3 separate regions of the Sus scrofa genome follow, and all the other regions are linked to region 3. Evidence: chromatin contacts called from public Hi-C data. All regions are on one chromosome and are shown on one strand. Each heading gives the region's core, a stretch centred on a gene start, on an enhancer-like site or on the middle of the called end of the contact. The rest is flanking DNA. Distances are from core to core; before and after follow the strand shown. Region 1 has its middle 89 kb from the start of CPQ. Region 2 overlaps SDC2 (syndecan 2). Region 3 overlaps CPQ (carboxypeptidase Q).

Region 1 (4,342 bases), core at 1,121-3,620, 300 kb after region 3:
ATATAGTTATATTTGAAACTAGTTCTTTGTAGACAGCATACAGTTGGACCACATTTTTTTAATCCTCTCTGCCAATCTGCTTTTTAATTGATTTATTTACACCATTTACATTTAATGCAGTTATCAATATATTCAAACTTAAGCCTGCCGTTTTACTTTTTGTTTTCTATTTTTTCCTCTCCACTTTTTTGTTTTTCTGTTTGTTTGTTTTTTCCCTGTCTGCCTGTGGGTTACTTCGATATTTTTTAGAATTCCACTTTGACTTATATGTGGTGATTTCAAGTATATCTCTTTGCATAGCTTTTTACTGATTGCTCTAGGTGTTACATTATATATATATATAGTTATGTCATATGTTTATAGCATAGTTTTCTTAAATATTCTCTCTACATACATTTAGAATCACATTTAGAGAGTGTTACAGTTTTCACTTCAACCATCAAACATAATTAAGAAAACTCAAGAGGAAAACAAAAGCCAATTGTGTTTACTGATGTATCTGTTTACTATATTCTTTCTTTCCTTAATGTTCCTAATGTTCCTTCGTTTATCATTTCCTTTTTAGAGAACTTCTTTTAGCCATTCTTTTAGAGTAGGTCTGCTCCAAGTTGTTCCTTTTACCTGAGAATGTCTTGATTTTCCCTTTATTCTTGACGGATATGTTTGCTAGACATAATATCAAAGTTGACAATTATTTTGTCTTAGTACCTAAAAATATTGTGCCACATCTTCTGGCCTCCATGGTGTCTGATTAGAAATCTACTCTCAAGTCTAATCATGTTTTGCCATAGATAAGGTGTTATTTTGCTCTGGCTGCTTTCAAGGTTTTTTCCCTTTGTCTTTAGTTTTCAGAAGTTTAATCATGCTGTGTGTTGGCAGAGTTTATCCTGTTTGAAGTTTGCTCAGCTTCTTAAATCTCTGTATTTATGTCTCTTTGGAAAGTTTGCAGCCATTATTTCTTTGAGAGTTTTTTCAACTCTGATTTCTTTCTCCTCTCCTGAAATGTTAGATCTTTTCTTATAGTACAACAACTCCCTGAGATTCTGTTCATTTTTTTTCAAGTCTATATTTTGTCTGTTGGTCAGATTGCACAGTTCTATTGCTCTATCATCCTTTTTATAAATTTGTTCTTCTGTCACCTCCATTTTGCTATTAAGAGCTTTCACTGAGATATTCATTTTGTTTATAGTATTTTTCATATACAAAATTTCCATTTGATTTTTCTTTATATCTTCTATTTCTCTGCTGAGGCTATTTTTTCACTTGTTTCAAGCATGTTTGTAATCGCTCATTAAAGCATTTTTATCTGGCTGCTTTAAAGTCTTTGTCAGATAATTCTAAAATCTTCAGCATCTTGGTGTTGACATCTATTGATTTTCTTTTTCATTCAGTTTGAGATCTCACTGGTTCCTCTATTATGACAAGTGATTTTCAAATGAAACACAAACATTGTTGTATTAAGTTAGAAGACTCTGGATCTTCTTTAAACCTTCTATTTTGGCTGGTTTCCTCTGATACCTCTACAGGAAGAGAAGGGGATAGGAGGTGCTGCTACCACAACACTGCCAGTGGAGGTAGCATTTCAGGTTCCCCACTTGGCACTGATACTCAGAGGGGTCTCCTTATAAATTCTGAATGACAGTGGGAGTTTCAAATACTCCACATGGTCTCCACTGACTATGTAGCGAGATGGTCTTATTACCACTGACAATTGTGAAAAGTCCTGATTCTCCAGGATATCTCCTCTGATACCTTGCAAGCAGAAAGGGGAGGGGTACATTATTGCCAAATGGGTCATAGTTTTAGCCCCTCATGTGGTCTCTACTTACTCTCCAAGTATGGTTGGGGCAAGCATGTCGAGATACCTGTAGCAGCCTTATGATGGAATAAATCTAAGCTACCCACTCAGTCTTTGTTGGCATGGGTCAAGTGGGCTACATTTTTTTTCTGTAATGTTTAACTGGAGTAGAGTGATTACTTTCTAAAGGTTTTCTATCTTGTTAGACTATGCCCTTCCCCGTCCTTTGATGAGAGAGAGCAGGCTCCTGTTGGGTTGTAAGGGTTTTGTTTTGCTGTTTTTTTTTTTTTTTTCATCTGCATGCATTGGCATTTCCAAGTTGCCAGTTTTTCAGCTCCAAGTCTGATATATGTGACAAAAAAACAAAAACAAAAAAAAACAAGGAACTCAGATCCCAATATCCCTTGCTGGTTTGCCTTCTTTCCACCTTTCCGAGCCTTCTTATGTTTGAGTAGTTAGGTAGACATTTAGGTAGATAGATAGAGTTTTAGGGGTTTTTTAGTTGTACTTAGTAGGATAAGCAGAAAAAAAGTACATCTACTCCATCTCCCAGAAGTGGAATCTCCACAGCATGTTAATTTTTAACAACACACTGTGTAAAGTTCAAAAGCAAACATGGATGTCAAAGCTACCTCCCTGCCCACTTCATTTTTCTTTCTGAATACTATCTCCTCTGTGAATACTTTCCTGAACTATCCAAGTCAGAATAAATTTGCACCTTTCTTTGTGTGCCCAAAGCATATTATTTACTTTTCTATAATGCCTTATAATCATCCAATGGTGTCACTGTTGGTCATTTAAATAAAGCCAACTGAGGATAAGGATCGTGTCAGATTCATGTTTGGATTCTCAATATCTGAATGTCTAATAGTATGCATGTATTACAATAACTAGAAAGGGTGAGGCAAATAGTGGATACTCAATGAATACTTGTTGACTGAATAAGTGAACAAATGAACCTTTATTCAACACTTGCCATATGTTCCAGAACCCATAACGGTTTGTCAATTTGGGCTAAATTGTTTCTGCATCTGTCAGTCTAAACAATCCACAATTATTTCTTCCTATGAGGAAAAGAGATGCTCACAAAGCATATCCAAAGTGCAATTATTGCAGATTAGTGCTTTCCCCCAATTTACAATTAATCAATTACCAACTATTTATTTTAAACTATATGATTAGCAATAAGCACGGTACAGAAGTAGTGAAAGTCGGGATTCCTTACCTCAGAGGTATAAAATATGTTGTGGAGACTGAAAAATAAGCAAAAATTAAAGAGTAAATAATCAGTAGTGAAAATGAAGTATAAGAAAAAAAAAGAATACAGGTGATCCAAATAATTAAAAAGGACTTTATAACAGAGGCAGAACTTCAGGCAGGGTTTAAAGAATTGTTAAGATCTAGTTGTCAGGAGAGAAAAGAGAAGGGGCATTTCAGGCTTAAGAAGAGTACAGAGAGAAGCAAATTTGGGCTAAGCATAGGGGAAGAGAGGAATTCATTCAAAAAGGGGGATAAGGCTGAAAATGAGAAAGACTGAAAATATAGCATAGAAAGAGAAATAAAGAAACCACCATCATCTGAACATTAAGTTCACAAAGATTTTCAAACAAGTACTTTCTCATTTGAGCCACAAACTGCCTTTGAGGAAATGGAGAGGAAGAACACGAAGTGACTTGAATTTAGATCTTCAGACATTCACCTCTGCACCATGTACACACCATTCTCTACATGTAATGTTCCAATAACTGGGGCGTTTATCCTGGGAAGCAGGAGGTGATTTTTTTTCCCCAGTGAGATATAACTGACAATAATAAGAAAGGTGAATTAAAAAGAAGACTAGCAAAATGACGAAAATCCTAACTAGAAAGTCAGCAGCAAATATGGGTAAGACAGGAATAAATCTAGGAGAGATTCAGAAAAGGATAGATGACTTCAGAGAGGGGAAAAGAAAGGAGTCAAGAAAAAGCTAAAGAAGTTCTTGCCATAGCTCAGCGCAAAAGAGTCCAACTAGTACCCATGAGATCCAGTTCGATCCCTTGCCTTGCTCAGTGGGTCAGGGATCCAGCGTTCCTGTGAGCTGTGGTGTAGGTCATAGACATGGCTCAGATCTGGCATTGCTGTGGCCGTGGTGCAGGCCAGCAGCTGTGGCTCTGGTTTGACCTCTAGCCTGGGAACTTCCATATGCCACAGTTGCAGCCCTAAAAAGACAAAAAAAAAAAAAAAAAGATCTAAGGTTTCTGTTTTAGGCACTGCAGAAAACATTCTACCCAGTCAAGGGGATTGGAAAACATAAATGTTGACTTTACATGTGGACACTGAGTTTCAGTAACTCTACAGGCTTGTAGAAATGCAGGATAAAGGAAAGGCACCAAGCCGGGGAACAGTGCATGTTGTAGAATGTGAGCTGTTAAAACCAAACCAAACCCCCTAACCTCTCTGAAGGCTAGAAGCCCAGAGCCACATTTAACTGCCACATGCTCAGCTCAGGGACAATGGCTCAGGCAATCTGCAGTAGACTACAGCAGCTATAGTTTTGGGCTTCCC
Region 2 (4,318 bases), core at 374-2,873, 380 kb after region 3:
TGCCTCTTCTAGGGCCGCTCCCATGGCATATGGAGGTTCCCAGGCTAAGGGTCAAATCAGAGCTGTAGCCACCGGCCTACACCACAGCACAGCAATGCGGGATCCGAGCCACGTCTGCGACCTACACCACAGCTTGATCCTTAACCCACTGAGCAAGGCCAGGGATCCAATCTGCAACTCATGGTTCCTAGTCAGATTCATTAACACTGCGCCACGACGGGAACTCCACAAACTACTATTTTGGATTTTGGAGCCTATGAACAGTTTAAAACAACCTCTTTTATTTTTCATCATTTCAGGTCTATTTGCTCTTGCTCTTCTGCAGGTGAAGGCAGGCCCTCAGTGACCTGGGTGTGCTCCCTGCCCCTCTCAGTGTGCACGGGGACTCAGTAAATATTTTCCGACTGAAATTTCCTAAAACAAATTGGCCTTTGACTCAGGCTGCAGAGGTAACGTGTTTTACAAGGCCTCCAGGACTCCTACAGTTAAGATCTTTCCATCCAAAGGGTGGGAGATCATTGGTCCCACCCGTCCCACACACACATGGCACGGCACCTACTTAAGCAACCTTGAGACTTAAAAGCAGAAACCTGTTTGCTTTTTTCTTAACACTGAATGGCTTTCATTTTCCTCTTGGCTTGGGTCAAAAAAGTTTACGGCAGCATGAGCCACACGAAGATCTTTGACGCCTATTCATAAACTGAATTTCTATTCATGAGGTGACCGGGTTGTTGGCCTGAGGCGTCTGTCACAGCAACCGGCAGACTGGGCAAAAAAATCATCTTCCTAAGGAATTCTGGCCACCTCACATGCAACCACATGCGGTGGCTAGAGGGGCAACTGACTTTTTCAGGACAATCGGCTTCTTAGGAGGAAGCTGGGGAGCCTGAATTACTCCGAGACTGGGGGTCAGGACGCCTCCAGAGAATCTGGCTCACTCTCAGCTGCTCCAGCTCTGTGGGGCTCGCTCTAGGGGCTGATGGGATGTTTCATGTGCACAAAGGCAGCTACAAGGATTTGTTCCCCCATCATCCGAGTGGTGCAAATAATAACGACATCACACTAAAAGTTACCTCCTGCTCTGACATCAGGAGGACCAAGCTTGGGAATGACCAATATCCATCCTTCCATAGAGTCCAACGTCATAAGACTAAGCAGGCTCCTTTCCACTCTGCAGCAGGTAACACGCCAAGATCATCTCCAATCTCTTTCTTTTGAAACCAAAAAACACCTTTGCAAGCGTGACAATTCCTTTGGTGAAGATGCCACCGTCGGTGCATAAAGGGTGGCTGCAGTTGACACACCTGGGGAGAGAAATGACTTCTGCACTAACATTCCTGGGGGGCCGGGGGCAAGACGTGCATCTCTCAAAAGCCAAGAACAGGGGAGACTCAGGACCACTGCTTCTACACCCAGTCAACTGTGCCTTGCCTCCCTAAGCAGAAAACCCCAACACACCCTGAACAATGGGCTTGAGGAGACACAGCCACTGGACAAAGGACCTGAGAAGAAACATGCAGAGGCAGAGCCTGGAGCGAAGAGGTGCTGCCTGATGGGGGGGTTTCCTAAGGAGGTGGCTTAATCCGGGACTGGCCATCTCTGTGAGGCAGCACCAACACTGTTGGCTAACAGGGCTCAGAGTACAAGCTGCAAGAAAAACAAAGCTGGTCTTTCAGACCTTTCTCCCTTAGCTGATGCAAGATGCGCATCCAGGAGAGCAAAGGGAAGTGGTGGAAAGCAACCCGGTACAACAAGGAGGAAAACGGACTACAGACCAGAAAGGCAGTTTCTGCTCTATGCCTCATTCAGCCATGGAAACAGTGCTAAATTGGCTCCATAAGGGAGGCCGCTCTTCCCAGAAGAGAAGGCGCCCTGCTGGGAGTTTTCTATCCCCACAATGCCTGGAAGGCAGGCAAGATACACATTTGTTTCCAACTCCACGTCTTCTTCTCCGGTCCCCAAACTGCAGCCACCTCAACACGCTGGGTCTGGACTATTACAAGGGCTAAGCCACCCTCAAGTCTTTGTCTTTGAATCTACTGTATGCTGAGGGATCACTCTTTTTTTTTCTTTCCTTTCTTTTTAAAAAAATGTTATTGGGTATAGGGAGTTCCTGTCATGGTGCAGTGGTTAATGAATCCGACTAGGAATCACAAGGTTGAGGGTTCAATCCCTGGCCTAGCTCAGTGTGTTAAGGATCTGACATTGCCGAGAGCTGGGTGTAGGTGGCAGATGCAGCTCGGATCCCTCGTTGCTGTGGCTCTGGTGTAGGCCGGCAGCTCCAGCTCTGATTCGACCCTTAGCCTAGGAATCTCCATATGCCACAGGAGCGGCCCTAGAAAAGGCAAAAAGACAAAAAAAAAAAAAAAAAAAAAAAGTCATTGGGTATAGTTGACTTACAATGTTGTATTGCTTTCAGGAATACAGCAAAGTGAACCAGACATATATATATTCATTCTCTTTTCTCATATAGGTTATTACAGAATACTGAGTAGATTCTTCTGGTCTATACAGCAGGTCCTTGCCAGTTATCCATTCTATACATAGTAGTGTGTACATTCTTAAACGTGGCTATAATTACTCCCCTGCCAAAAATCCCTTATTGGCTTTCCGTCACCTATAGGATGAAATAAAAACTCTTTAGCTTTGAAAGACATCCTTCTACCATATCGCTTCACCCGCATTTCCAGTATCAGCTGCTGCCACTTCCTCTACCCAAACCCCAGGCTCCATGACCCAAAAAAAGCCACTCAGAGACCTGGTGATACCAATTTCCTTCATACAAAATCCCTAAGAGGAAATAAAACTCCTTAAGGATAGAAAATGCAGGAAAGCAGAGTTCCCATCATGGCTCAGCAATAACCAACCTGACTAGGATCCATGAGGACGCAGGTTCGATCCCTGGCCTCACTCAGTGGGTTGAGGATCCGGCGTTGCCATGAGCTGTGGTGCAGGTCACAGATGCGGCTTGGATCCCGCATTGCTGTGGCTGTGGTGCAGGCCAGCAGCTGCAACTCCAATTAGACCCCTAGCCTGAGAACTTCCATATGCTGGAGGTGTGGCCCTTGAAAGAAAGAAAGAAAGAAAGAAAGGAAGGAAGGAAGGAAGGAAGGAAGGAAGGAAGGAAGAAAGGAAGAAAGGAAGAAAGAAAGAAAGGAAGAAAGGAAGAAAGGAAGAAAGGAAGAAAGAAAGGAAGAAAGGAAGAAAGGAAGGAAGGAAGGAAGGAAGAAAGAGAAAGAAAGAAAGAAAGAAAGAAAGAAAGAAAGAAAGAAAGAAAGAAAGAAAGAAAGAAAGAAAGAAAGAAAAGAAAGAAAGAAAGAAAAGGAAAGAAAATAGAGGGAACAGATGGTGATCTAGGCCTTACAGCTTCAGGATGATGAAAACTAGTATCCTGACAAAATGATTCAACCCAAACCTCTATGGTGTTTGCACTAAAAATAGAGAAAATTCTGATTCAGTGCCTGGAAGACCGTCAAGACCATTCATCTCAGTTTTAGTATGAAATATCACAAACCTGCCCTTTTCCTCAGCCAAAAAAAGAAAAAAAAAATGTGGGATGGCAACTGAACAAATCTACTTGTTGGATTTTTCTTGTGCAGGTAAAACTTACATTGAACAAATACCATGTTTCAAACTGCCAGGGAGGAAACCTGTTACGTAGAAATTCAAAATCTTCCTTGAAAGATACACTGTCTTATCTAACAGACAGATGTCCTCTAAATGCCTTAAATTAGGGCAACAGACAAACAGTGGTCAAGATAATTAAAGCTGAAAGCAATAGGTGTTCAAATTCACCTTACAGTGCAGACTTAGGTTGAGGAAGTCAGAAAATAGAAAACCTGACTCTTTCTGGGTATCACACACGGCCCCCTCGAGACCCAACTTCAGAAAATTGGCCTTTGGACATAAAGATAAAATATTCATGTGGCCTGATGTGACATTCTGAATCGCATCACAGAAAACAAATCCTTAGATGATGCCTCTTAGTTTCAGCATAAAGGCACGTCTAGCCCTGATTTAAACTCAAATGTCTATTAACTTTTATGGTGATTACAAAGCACCAAACTGGCTGTAACTTTAGCTTATTTTTCCAAGGGTGACTTAATAAACTATTTTATTACTAACAAACACACACTGTAAATGAAATAATAGTGAAACTTTTCTCCCACATAGTCCCACAGAGATGCTAGACTTGCCCTTAAGACAAGCTTGCCAATTCTGGCTTAGGTAGGGCCCAAAGGAACACATAATCTTAGAGCTTGATGGGACATTATAGGCATCAGGATGACCTATTTATTTCAAAAGTGAAGACACGGAA
Region 3 (4,082 bases), core at 284-2,783:
TATTGTGCTTTTTCAAGGAGACTAAATTTTATAGACATCTTTTAAACAAAGTAAAAACCAAGTAAAATGATGCTGGGTTAACAGGTTATCCACATTGAAAGTATGTCTCTTGATCTCTAGATAATGCAATATATAAATATCAAGTCACATAAATTGCAAATTTAAATAAAGATGTTAGAGGAAATCTTAGAACAGCTCTGTCACTGGCAATAGGCAAAGGTTTCTTAAACTGGGCACAAAAAGTGCAAGCTATAAAAGAAAAGAATAATAAATTGGACTTTTAAAATATTAGGAATACTTGTTCATCAAAAGACTCCACTGAGGAGTGAAAAGGCAACTCACAGAGGAGGAGAAAATATTTATAATATTTATATTCAGTGAAGGTCCCACAGCCAGATTATGTAAAGAACTCCTATGAAACAGTAATGAAAAGAGAGTCCAGTGATAGACAAATGGGCAAAAGACTTGAAAAGACAATTCACAAAAACAGATACACAAATCACTAGTAATCATACTAAAAGTTGCTCAGATTCATTACCATCAAGGAAATATAAATGAAACCCCATTCAGTGCATATCCATTGGAATAACGAAATGGAAAAAGACACAAAATATTGGTGAGGAGATGGAGCACCGAGAGTACTCAAACATTGAGTGTGAGTATAAATACTTACAATCACCCTGGAAATAGCTTAGCTGCTAAATCTGAACACATACACACCCCGGGACCCAGCAATTCTCCTCCCAGCTACACACCAACAGGAATGGATGTGTGCGGCTGCTTTCACCAGAAAGGATGTACCAGAACATTCAAGGACTATTCGTAATAGCATCAATCCCGCCCCTGCCCCGCCCCAAGAAAACTATTCAAATACCTGTCAGCAACAGAATAACAATGTATTGTACTGACCCCTGGAACATTACACAGCAGTGGGGATGAAGAAACATGATAAATGCATGAATCTCATGAACATAGCGAAGAATCAAAGCCAGACAGAAAATAATACATTATGTATAATTCCACTTACATAAAATATCAAAACAAGCAAAACAGGAGAATGGTCGACCATGGTAAGGAAGGGCATGATTTCTAGATAATGCAATATATAAATATCAAGTCACATAAATTACAAATTTAAATAAAGGAAGAGGGCACAGTCGAGAAGAGGGCGCTGGTCATGCTCTGCTTCTTGACCTGAGTACTGGTTATGCAGGTGCCCTTGGTTTGCAAAAGCTCATCTCATCACACACTTAGGATCTGTGCATGTTCTCTGAGAATATTACACTTCCATAAAAAGTTTTGTTTTTTTTTTAAAGTTAGATAGGTCGATGTCTACATAGGCAGTACGCAAACCAAAGCTGAGCAAGTCTTCTTGATGATTAACATGAGAATTCCCCATGACTTTGGGAAAGCAGGATTTGGGGTTAAAATATCAGGGTGCCCCCTCGCACTGCCTCCTTCCCTGAGCAGCTGCAGGATCTCGCACTGACTCTGTATGGACAAACAGACCCAGCCTACTATGACTTCACTGGAGTCACAAACAAGGACAATGCCCCAGACTAACAAATGGCCATGTAATGAACCCAAATGGATTGTTTCAAGGGGGGAAAAAAAAAGGATGAAGAAAAAACATGTTGCAATAGCAGGAAATTCTGATTCAGAAGTGGTGTAATCCCATTTGGGGATGACAAGCCAATTAGTCAACATTCTCACCACCCTCAGAACCATTTTCCCAATGAAGTTAAAGTTTCAGGGGATAAAAAGTGTGAACATCTACTTTAATCAATTTTTCCTTGAGATAACACAAGAGTAACTAAATTAAGGCAACTATTGTTTAACCTTCAGACTTCCTTCAGAATAAGTGAGGTTGTTTTACTATCATACTTTATGTTTTCTCAAATACCTCCATTCTCCAATCCAGGATTATTATTTAAACTAACAGTTAAATGATGGAGAAAATGGTTTTGAATGATAAGGAACTAAATGACACCCCGTAGGGTAAGGTTATTGGCATGGTGATATGGAAGAATGATCACAAACCATTTGAATTATGAGTTTGTTTGTGTTCCTTTTTTTTACAAAATATATTGGGGGTCACCAAGAGATAGTAGTAGTAATTCTATTATTAATTCATTTAAAAACTAGCCCATGAGAAAAAGTTTCTTCTAATTCAGTAGCATCTTTGATGAACTTGAATTTCCCTCATCATAAGAGCTTCGACCTTGAAAACAGTAGGGGCAGGAGGTCTCATTCAACATGATGTCCTGCTAGCAATGTCTTAATGCAGTCTCACCAAGGATGCCAGCGGAAAAGTCACTATGCCTTATGCCAGGGTCAGGCAGAAATGAGCATGAATTGTAACACATTTGGATCTGATTTAAGGAAACGAAACAAAAACAAGACAGGGTTCTGAGATATAGTAAATCCAGTTTTATGAAAAAGAATCACCTTATAAAAGATAGGAGAAGGCACTGGTTCTGTTGCCAGATGTGGGGCTCTTAGAGCAGTAACATGGCCTAGAACCAACAGAGAAGTGGGGCATTCACTCCTGTGCTGAGCCCTGAGGCAGACAGAGCACTGACCAATTCCCCGCTTCCCAATTTCCTTCCTACAACCACCTCCTCCAAATGCAGTGAAGAGTAAAAATTATTAAAACAGGAGTTCCTGTCATGGATCAGTGGTTAACAAATCTGACGAGCATCCGTGAGGATGCACGTTAGACCCTTGGCCTCCATCAGCGGGTTAAGGATCCGCAGTTGCTGTGAGCTGTGGTGTAGGTCATAGACACAGCTAGGATCTGGCATGGCTGTGGCTGTGGTGTAGACTGGCAGCTGTAGCTCTGACTGGACCCCTAGCCTGGGAACCTCCATATACCACAGGTGTGGTCCTAAAAAAAAAATTATAAAAAACAAGAGCAAGAGCCAAGAAGAGCCACCACCAAACACATGAGGAGGCAGAATGGGGGCTGTGAGGCTATGAAATACAAAGTCTGTTATCTGTGAGGCACACATTAGCCCCGACCACCAAGACCCACTCAAGCCTTAGGGTAGGGAGCCGGGGAGGGGCTTCTGCAGTAGGCCAGAGAGGCACTGGATGACAGCCTGTGAGGATGAAGAATGGGACTGGCACAACCAGCTGCCAGCCAGCTGTGGGTCTGAGAGCCAAGATACACTACATTAAGGGTGAACAGACAGCAGCCCCCTGGACAAGCCCCACTGCTTTGTTGTTGGGGCATATGGAGAGACGGAGTACAAACAGATTTGCCTGATTAAAAGGAGGATAAGAACATAATCTGAATGAGACGTGAAAAATATGGCAGAACAAGGGAGAGAGAATAGCTTCAAAGGAAGTACATTCTTGCAAAAACACGACACGGCAAGATAGTGGAGAACACGTCTTTGGCATGTGTGCAAAAGCCCTTAATCAACAGTTTTTATTGAGTTTCTATTATGTGCCAGAGATACAGACATGGACAACACAAGCAAATATTCTGACTTACTGGAATTTATATTCTGGGAAGGGAGATGGGCAATAAATAAATATAATATAATGATAGTTTTAAGTATTATGAAGAAAAACATGTCAGAGAACGGGAACAGAGGGTGGTGTGGTAGGGAGAGGAAAAATCAGTTAGCTTCCTCCTAAAGTGCAGATAAGTCACAGGAGAATTCCGGCCCCACCCTAACAGTGGGAGCAATCTGGATAATCCAGAAAATCATAACTTTTTAAAGGCCCATTAGAGATCTGGGATTGGAATTCAACCAAAGGGACTGAATTGCAGAGGATAAGCTCATCCAAGGAGCAGTGGGAATATGGAACTGTTTGCCTTTAGCCGTGAGTGGAGGGAGAGGCGGGAGTTATGAAAGCCGGACTGGAGTTCTCACTGTGGCCCAGCGGAAATGAATCTGACTAGTATCCATGAGGATGTGGGTTTAACCCCTGGCTTCGCCCCATGGGTTCAGGATCCAGGATGCCATGAGCTGTGGTGTAGGTCGCAGATGCGGCTCAGATCCAGTGCTGCTGTGGTTGTGGTATAGGCCAGCAGCTACAGCTTCAATTCAACCGGTAGCCTGGGAACTTCT

What was found. A called contact is a pair of places that touch in the nucleus more often than the background predicts.
Region 1: a contact with region 3 is called in a Hi-C map of liver, with 6 times the contacts expected there. The contact joins two enhancer-like sites. A contact is called at or near these places in 1 of 47 Hi-C or Micro-C datasets (liver) and 1 of 2 datasets of contacts at active chromatin or transcription factors (alveolar macrophages).
Region 2: a contact with region 3 is called in a Hi-C map of liver, with 7 times the contacts expected there. The contact joins two enhancer-like sites. A contact is called at or near these places in 1 of 47 Hi-C or Micro-C datasets (liver) and 1 of 2 datasets of contacts at active chromatin or transcription factors (alveolar macrophages).

What each region holds. Positions count from the first base shown.
Region 1 is chr4:39,942,446-39,946,787 of Sscrofa11.1, forward strand. No RefSeq gene overlaps it. Among named protein-coding and RNA genes, the nearest start is that of CPQ, 89 kb to the left of the region's middle. Within about 2 kb of position 2,371, at least 3 of the 83 cell types and tissues checked have an H3K27ac peak or open chromatin away from gene starts, as enhancers often do. A contact at or near this core is called in liver, where this site is marked.
Region 2 is chr4:40,020,723-40,025,040 of Sscrofa11.1, forward strand. All of the region lies in intron 1 of SDC2 (syndecan 2), which reads right to left. Among named protein-coding and RNA genes, the nearest start is that of SDC2, 110 kb to the right of the region's middle. Within about 2 kb of position 1,624, at least 3 of the 83 cell types and tissues checked have an H3K27ac peak or open chromatin away from gene starts, as enhancers often do. A contact at or near this core is called in liver, where this site is marked.
Region 3 is chr4:39,643,473-39,647,554 of Sscrofa11.1, forward strand. The region is part of intron 3 of CPQ (carboxypeptidase Q); the gene reads right to left. Among named protein-coding and RNA genes, the nearest start is that of CPQ, 210 kb to the right of the region's middle. Within about 2 kb of position 1,534, at least 9 of the 83 cell types and tissues checked have an H3K27ac peak or open chromatin away from gene starts, as enhancers often do. A contact at or near this core is called in liver, where this site is marked.